Regions from separate parts of the Zea mays genome. Here region 1 is linked to region 2. A link is a contact called in public Hi-C data. All regions are on one chromosome and are shown on one strand. Each heading gives the region's core, a stretch centred on a gene start, on an enhancer-like site or on the middle of the called end of the contact. The rest is flanking DNA. Distances are from core to core; before and after follow the strand shown. Region 1 holds the start of LOC100191950 (Glycerol-3-phosphate dehydrogenase SDP6 mitochondrial). Region 2 holds the start of LOC103641455.

Region 1 (4,174 bases), core at 477-2,976, 520 kb before region 2:
CGGAAGGATTTTAGCATCAGCATGATTGGACGCCTCTAGCCTGTGCTCCATGGGTTTTACTTATACACGATCTCTGCATAGATTTTTTTTCCATTTAGACCGTCTAATTCAGCGTTGTTCGATGGTCTCGTAGAGTTGTCCGTTGATGATTTGTTAGATTGGTGTATGTATATGGGAAATTTTGCCTGCGCCTATGATAAGTTGTGCAGTAGTAGGATTCATTTGGGAAGTTATGTCTGCCATCTCGTATCTCTTCATCCCCAACTCTATTGTTTCTTAATTCCTAAGTTATAGTATATACATGATAGTAATAGATAGATCTGTCCTGTATAATACTTCCATGTTCTATATACACTGTATATGTACTAATAATCTTTGTCTTTTGTAAATCTTCACAACATATGTACTAATCTTTGTGTTTTGTAAATCTTCCCAGAATTTGTTGCCAATCTATCAACTCAGCTAATGTGTTGGGAGCTTCTTCAACGGTATGATTTCACACGACTGGTTTAATCAGTGGCAGACGCCACTTCTGTATTTATTCAGTTTGCTTTTTAATGTGTATTCTTGGGAAAATTATCACCCCAGACATCTGATGAGGCAATCCCAGTCCCAGTTGTCTAGATAGATCAGGACTCAGACCGTGATGCGACTATTGTGCAGCTAAGTTTTGGAGATCATTCGGGGATACTACTTGACACGGTATATATTTTACATGCGCCACTGATGATGCCTTTACATTGTTGCTGCTCAAAATTGTGATGTTTAAGTTTTTGTCATATCTGCCAATTATTTTTCCTGATATTCACTGTTTTCCTGGTATTTCTTTATGCAAATACGGACAACCTATTTTTTAGTTGATATAGATGGTGTTGATTTGTTAGTTAAAGCTATTGTCTTTGATGGTCACACTTTTATTGGAAATCTGCAATTCCTTTTATGTTGTAACAAAATTTAATATCTAAAAATGTTGTTGGTGTCTTGGTGGTACCGTGTCAGTTGTCAACAATCCAATTCCATTCTCATGGCTTTGATTCTGACATATGATTATGATTATTTTAAATTTGTGCAGCTTCTTTCAAGGCAATCAACGATGAAGGCATGTCCATGTATCAGAGGCCCTTCATGAAGGGCAAGTTGTACATCCACTTCTCGGTGGAGTTCCCGGACTCGTTGAGCCTGGAGCAGTGCAAGGCCCTGGAGGCTGTTCTCCCGCCCAAGCCAGTATCACAGTACACTGACATGGAGCTGGACGAGTGCGAAGATACGATGCCCTATGACGTGAACATCAAAGAGGAGATACGGAGGCGGCAGCAGCAGCACCAGGAGGCCTACGACGAGGAGATGATGTGCCAGGCGGTGGGCAGAGGGTGCAGTGCGCCCAGCAGTAGGCAGCTTGCGGCAAATTTGTTGTTTCGCTTTGGACGACTATTGAGTTTGCCCGCTTGTATTGGTGTGATGATACTTCTGTTACAAGAGTGCAGTATTACTAAGGATTAGTTCCTATATAATGACACATTGGCACTAACATTGTTATGCATTTTAATACACCCGTAGCAACGCACGGGCATAGACCTATAATAGCAATAATCTCTTAAAAACAGGTACGTAGTATTTATTAGATTTGTAGATGCCCTTACCGGCCAAACACACGATTCGCCTCCCAACGCTACTACCCCTTTCCTTCCAACTTCCGCCCGCCGGCGCCAGCCGCAACCGAACAATCCAAGCAACGCGTCAGGCGCCGCCATGGCCACGTGGCGCCTCCGCCGCGCCGGTGCCGCCCTAGCTGCCTCCTCCACCCTCGCCGCTGTCCTCGCCGCCTCATCGGCTTCCGCCACCGACCCGTCCGCCGCCGCCCTAGAAGCGGCAAGGCAGCGTGTTGCGCGGTCGGGGGCCACGCCGCCCCTGCGAGACGCGCAGCGTGCGGCGCTGGCAGGGTCCACCCCTGCTGAGCCCCTAGACGTGCTCGTCGTTGGCGGCGGCGCCACCGGATGCGGCGTCGCGCTCGATGCCGCCACCCGCGGGCTCCGTGTAGGCCTTGTGGAGCGCGAGGATTTCTCTTCTGGAACCTCCTCCCGATCCACCAAACTCATCCATGGCGGTGCGTGGTCTTGTCCAAACCCTGGGGTCTACGGACCCCCCTCCTGTGTTTTCCCAAATTTCAGCTGCTACGAATCCTTTATTAGAGTACCACAGTCAGCAGTCTGACCAAGAGTGTAACAGTTTGATGAACTAATGTGCCCTATTTGATGCTTGGTGATGTTAGGTCGGTAGTGCTATGCACTATCTTAATAGCACATACAATTATTGTCTGGCTACATTAGCAAGTGGATCTGTTGAATTTGTGTTGGAAATACCTGTCCTACGATGGCATTGCACTACTTTGCTAGTGGCACAATATTTGCTCTTAGCAAGCCCTGGCTTTATTTGAGCAATGCAAATTTATTCCTAATATATGTTTATGCCTGTCTAGGAACCTGTATTGTGGTACTGACCATTCCTGACTGATGCTATTTGTCAACATGTTGATAAAATGTTTACTGTCCATTAGACTATCCATGCTACATTCAAAAGATGAGGCTCATCTTGCATCTAGACATTCTCTAATTGTATTTTATTTTACTTGTACATTAAGAGACATATGAGGTGAAAACATAAAAGATCCCATAAAGATTTATTAGGCAATCCTGGATATTGAGTTACGTTCTAAAATTTCAAGGATAATTTCAAAATGAGCTAGGGGAACAGAAAATGAACTTAACAATGCATTTCATAAGAATGTTTCCTAAGGTTCTTATTACTCAACTTTGTTGGGACTTTTTCATGTCGATTTGATGGTCAAACCAAAACCTTTTCCAAGGTTCCTAAAATTAGTTGGTTTTCACTTGATATACTGTGCCAACTATGTCTAATTTGCTGTTAACTTTGACCCAACAAAGATATAAGGTTAACTTTCTCCCTGTTACTTTGAAAATGTCTTGCTCTTGTGTTCCCTCTTACTGAATACTGATGCAATAAATTTATTCTGCTTTCTGCCATAGTAATATCATTTGCAGATACATTTCTAGCTTGAAACAAATGCATGGATGAACATACTATAAAGACTGCGTAAAATTTTTGTAATTTTTAAAAATACTTTTACTTTGTGAAACAGGAAAAGGCTTAATTACAAACAAGATATACCTGCACCAGTGTTTTTGTGCCTTTTGGGATTGAAAAAACTTAATTTAGCATTGTCCCTTATTATATTGCATTCAATTTGTACAGGCGTGCGCTACTTGGAGAAGGCAGTGTTCAATCTTGATTATGGGCAGCTGAAACTTGTTTTTCATGCACTTAAGGAACGCAAACAAGTCATCGAGAATGCTCCCCATTTGTGCCATGCTTTGCCATGCATGACTCCTTGCTTTAACTGGTTTGAGGTTGTATACTACTGGTTTGGTTTGAAGCTTTATGATCTTGTTGCTGGAAGAAGGCTACTACATTTGTCCCGATATTATTCTGTGGATGAATCAGTTGAGCTTTTCCCAACCCTTGCAAAAAACGGACATAATTGTAGCCTAAAAGGAACAGTTGTGTACTATGATGGTCAAATGAATGACTCACGGCTGAATGTGGGGTTGGCATGCACTGCTGCAGTTGTTGGTGCAGCTGTTCTCAATTATGCTGAAGTGGTCTCTCTCATTAAGGATGAATCGGGGGAGAGAATCATTGGTGCACGCGTCCGTGACACACTATCAGGTAGAATAAAGTATGTCCTATCTCTACTCACTATATAAAATATCCACCTCTTAGAGTCGTTCAAGCTATCTCTTTTCCTTGATAGTTATGTGTTTCTTTCCTCCATATTAACTGATTAATAAAAACTTTCTTCCTAGTTCCTAATGCCATTGTTTATATATTAGTATTTCTGAATGCTATAAATATGTAACTAAAGTGATTAAATAAATTATTAGAGCAGTTTCTAATTTCAAGTTAGACTTTGCTTTTTCAGTGTATAGGCTAAATAACTTGCATAAGCTTGTGTTGGAAGCTAGGAATCACTAAACTCTTTTGTGATCTACCAGAAAATCTTTGATAGTATATGAGATAGTGAGATAACTAGATATCTGTACAATGACAACAACTAAGCATTTTAATAAAAAGGTAGTTGAGTAGGTTAGATGCGTGT
Region 2 (4,458 bases), core at 580-3,079:
TTATCAATTGAAGCAACTGATTTTTGCTAAAACATGATGTATATGGTTCTCTAAACAAATAAAAAAGCCGCTGGTTCACACGTCGTCAGATATATAAATGATAGAATTGTATATGGTTCTTTGAAGAACTTATTAAACAAAAATATGGAAGCTTGCTCGTTGTTGAAGCTTGCATCTATAGGTGTGCAAATGACCCTATAAATAAAAGATGTCGGGCATTAGTGCTTGAGGAAAAAAAGTAAAAGTTGCATACAAATGCAATGTCAGAAATGTCAAAGAGGGCGGGAATCAGTGCAGCAAGTTGAAAACTCCAAGTACTCACCTAATGCAAGTTGGTGGATCATTTAGCAACACGATGATAATATCATTTTGCAAAATTGATGTGGATAACCAACAATGAAGAGAAATATAATTTTTTTGCTCTGCTGTTGTTTTGTAGCATCCTTCAAAAGAGGTGTATGGCTACCCTAAGTAGGGGTGGTAATGGATCGTGATTCAAATAGTTCTTCATAAAATGTCAAGAACCTAAATAAATTATAGTTCAAAAATGACTAGAAATAAAACCCGATCCTAATCCGCTTCGATCCTTAAATCTTATAGTGCAAAAAATATAGCCCATTGTCAGCCCTAACCCTAAGCATGCCGCCAACTTTTACAAGATTAATTAATTATTGGTAGCCTTTCAGAAATAGCATTACTGCTCACAAATTAGTAGGTCTCCTATGTCCTGGTTCCTAAAGTAGTAGCTCTTAACTGGTGGTGTACACATACTTGTTTTGACTTTTAGTAAATTAGTAAATCTCTTATCTGCTGGTTCATGTCACATACAACTGCAAACATTGATGTCCAGAAATTAGAAGTACCTGGTATGCCATCAAGAGCTAGAGTCTGCACTAGAGATGCAGTCTGATTCAAGAGATGTTGTTTCATTCGCAATCAAGATATATAAAAGGTCTAGAGTTCCCATAACACAGTCAAGAACTGCACTTCGTAGAAATGATGCAATCAAGATGAGAGCAATATGAGAGGCGATTACATGGAAGCAAGAACTAGAGTTTGAAGTCTACGGAAGTTGCAGTCAATATGCCTTGTCCACGCCTCCACGGCCTTCGCGACTCAGCCGCTCACAATGCAAGAACTAGATTCACGGACCTCTACATCTTCTACTGCAGATTGATGTCGCATCGTCGTCGACCTCAATCCCTCCGTTGGAGATGCGTCGCTTCTGGGATTCATGGTTGTCGCAGTGGATGATGGTGTAGTGGCACCCGATGGAAGCACAGGTCGTCGGCTCGCCGGCACAACTCGCACGCCAAATTGATTTGATGGAGGCACCAAGGCAGGAAGATGGCGCGGGAAAATAAAAATTGTGGAGGATTGGGAGCGATGATGTTGGCGCATCTATTCACAGGTGGAAGCTCGCTTCTCGCATGCGACCCGATTGGGAACCGACATAGGAGCTCTATTTTTCTTTTCCCTCCTATAATATGGTTTAAGAAATGAATATTGAGAATTGTTGGAGTTATTTTAATCCTCTCCATTACTTTTCTCCCAAACCAATAAAATTAGGAGTGTTTGGTTTTTATAGACTAATTTTTTGGCCTTTTATTTTATTTTAGTTTCTAAATTATTAAATACAAAAACTAAAACTAGTAGTATATAATTCTATTTTAGTTTCCACATTTAATAATTTAGAGACTAATAAAATAAAATAAAATATGAGAACTAAAAATTAAGGTTAGTTTGGAAACCCTATTTTCTCAACTATTTCTATTTTTTTATTGAAAAGTAGTTCGTAAAAATGAAAATCCTTTCTGAAAATGGGGTTGACAAACGCCTTTGTGTCGTGATTTCGCTCCCCGCCTCCGCAGCGCGGTCACTCAATTTCCAAGTAAATCCAGTTCTCCCTCGTCTCCGTCGCTGGCTCGTCCCGGCCCCGCCTGTGCGCCGCGGCCCAGGAATCATGCCGAGCAAGTGGCAGGTCTGGGGCCAGCCCGACGGCAGCATCGTCTGGCTCCCCGTCTCCGACGCGCCCCCAAACCCGCCTCGGCCGGGTCCGCTTCGTCCCGCTCCTCGTCATCCGCCGCTGCCCGACGAAGCGCCAATCGAAGGTTCAATCTCCATCAACGTGTACCCGTGCATTCTCGTTCGTATCAATCATGGATGTGTTGTTAACTCCTGACCTCCTTTCCTCCGTTGTCAGAAACCCTATGCCCGGACACCGCCGGCGGATGCCGTATCTCTTCTATGGCCGACCTACTCCTTCAAGGTAGACGCCGCCTCCCCATGTACTCGCGTGTGACCTTTGTGGCTGCGGTCGTTGCTGTACTGTACTGCGTCTCTAGTCTCTGTGTGTTTGTCTGCCCTCTGCCGCTTGCGTCAGTGGCGTGGTGTGTAACTGGCCGCTGGCTGCCTGTTTTCGTTGATGGGACCCGCAGCGCGGGAGCAGCTGATTGAAGGCGATGCGATGGATGGATTGGCTCAGAGTGTCAATACGGCTGGACTGTTCTCCACCGGGTCTGGGAGGCCACTGGCTGTCAGCCAGAGAGCCGTAAGGAGGGCCAGTGCGTTGGTTGGCGAGGAAGTGGACGAGGCTACTGATAACAATAACAAGAAGAGAAGTAAGTCCTTTTGCACTTGATTGTGGTTTGGTTGAATTGCTGTACACTGTTGTATGTCTGGTAGCTTGGAAACAACGCTGCTTATTATGTTTATTTCTCTATGCCTTCAACATTGTGTTGATGGGTTTTTTGTACTGCAGAGAAACCATTTGGTTGTGATGCTGGTCTGGAGGGTGAACTGGCAAACTTACATGTTCCATTTGGAGGTTAGCCTTGTTTCTCCCTTCTCCATGCCTTGTTTTGATAATTTTGGTGGAATTCTGTGCTGTGGTACCATTTTGACATACTATAATGTGAAAAAATTAGGTGGTGTGCATAAAGATAACTTCTTCCCAATGTTCCAAAGTGGATCTGGTAAGGCAGTCTTGCTCAACAAGGACTCAATTCAGAAGGCAAGAGCTGTTCTAGAAGGTAGGAAATGATTTCATATTTCACTAGTTATGACATTTAGTTTGTATGCTGTTTTTTGCATGTTATGTACTAGGCAAACATGCCATTAACTATGAAATATATTGTTTCTAGAAAATGTTGAGAATGCAGCTGGTGCCAAACAGCCAATGTTCCATACCAGTACGGGTAGATCTGTCCTAGTCAGCAAGAGCTCAATCGATAAGGCGAGAGCTGTTTTAGGGGGTCGGATGATTGCACATGAAGGTTAATTTCATTCCAGTATTCACAAGTTTTGAGAATTTCGCTGAATGATTCTAGACATGCCTTATTTGTGATCCATGAGTCCTATTACAGGAGATGTAGGAGGTGTGGATGGTATGGAACAGTTTCCTGTGTCTCAAGCTGGTTCAGGTAGAGCTGTATCAATCAGTACGTCATCTGTACAGAAAGATAATGATGTGCTAGAAGAAAATAATATAAAAATAGTTAACATTGATTCTTGTACCTTTTAAGTGACTATGTGAACTTTTTACCTATTTACTTCTGAACGGGCACCTTCTTAGTGTATAATGCAATTCCTCTATTTTAGGAAATGTGGAAGGTCCAGGTAGACCGGCCAATCAGTCTCTGATATTTCAAACTAGTTCCGGAAGACCAGTTTTGATCAGCAAAAGATACGTCGAGAGATCTAGGGCTCTGCTGATGGATGAAGATGTTAAAAATATTCGTAAGATACTAATATTAGTCTGTCTTTGGCTCTTTGCAATTTTCTAAATTCAATCATGATGATAGGTGTTTACCTCTTTGTGTGAAGGACAATGGGATACTGGCTGCCAGCTCCCAATTTTCCAAACAGGACTTGGAAGGCCTGTTGCTGTGAAACATAGTTCAATTAAAAAGGCAAGCACAATTTTGGGGGATGGAGATGTTAAAAGAAGTGGTAAAAACACCCATTCAAGCTTATTATTTACTTATTTATCTATTGCACATGATTCATCAAATTTATTTCCCTTTGTGAGATTTAGGTAATGGACATACCGGTGTTTGTACCACACCTTTCCAATTTGAAACACCAAAATCCGTTTTGATGAGTAGCAGTTTGATTATTAATGGCATGACAGTTACACCAGAAGAAAATACTTCAGTGCGAGGTATATATTCCTGATTTCACTGTGAAAACATTTCTCTTTTGTGCCATCTTGTGTACCATCTGTTCAATTTATTTACATTACACAAACTATCACTATCAGTACATCCTAGATGTTTCTCACTTGATAATCTTTGTTCTCCAGCAGAAAAATGTTTCAACGATGATGGCCAATTGCCGTTATTTCAGACTGGGTCAGGGAGGTCAGTCACAGCAAGTAAGGGTTCCTTTAAAAGGGCAAGTTCTGTTCTGGAGCCAAGAAATATTGCAAAGGAATTGGAAGGTAAATCATGCTCAAAA

The links. A called contact is a pair of places that touch in the nucleus more often than the background predicts.
Region 1: a Hi-C map of ear shows a contact between it and region 2, with 1.9 times the contacts expected there. The contact joins the promoter of LOC100191950 here to the promoter of LOC103641455 in region 2. A contact is called at or near these places in 2 of 25 Hi-C or Micro-C datasets (ear and endosperm).

The regions. Positions count from the first base shown.
Region 1 is chr10:98,976,734-98,980,907 of Zm-B73-REFERENCE-NAM-5.0, reverse strand. LOC100191950 (Glycerol-3-phosphate dehydrogenase SDP6 mitochondrial) reads left to right here and starts at 1,726. Exons shown (of 7, transcript NM_001137374.1): 1 at 1,726-2,104; 2 at 3,271-3,744. The coding sequence starts at 1,750. LOC103641462 (a long non-coding RNA gene) reads left to right here. Exons shown (of 3, transcript XR_560333.3): 2 at 437-488; 3 at 589-639. It also overlaps the pseudogene LOC103642657.
Region 2 is chr10:98,461,021-98,465,478 of Zm-B73-REFERENCE-NAM-5.0, reverse strand. It overlaps LOC103641455, which reads left to right and starts at 1,829. Exons shown (of 32, transcript XM_020545795.1): 1 at 1,829-2,111; 2 at 2,204-2,269; 3 at 2,439-2,621; 4 at 2,762-2,827; 5 at 2,928-3,032; 6 at 3,144-3,275; 7 at 3,366-3,422; 8 at 3,601-3,738; 9 at 3,826-3,951; 10 at 4,037-4,162; 11 at 4,307-4,441. The coding sequence starts at 1,964.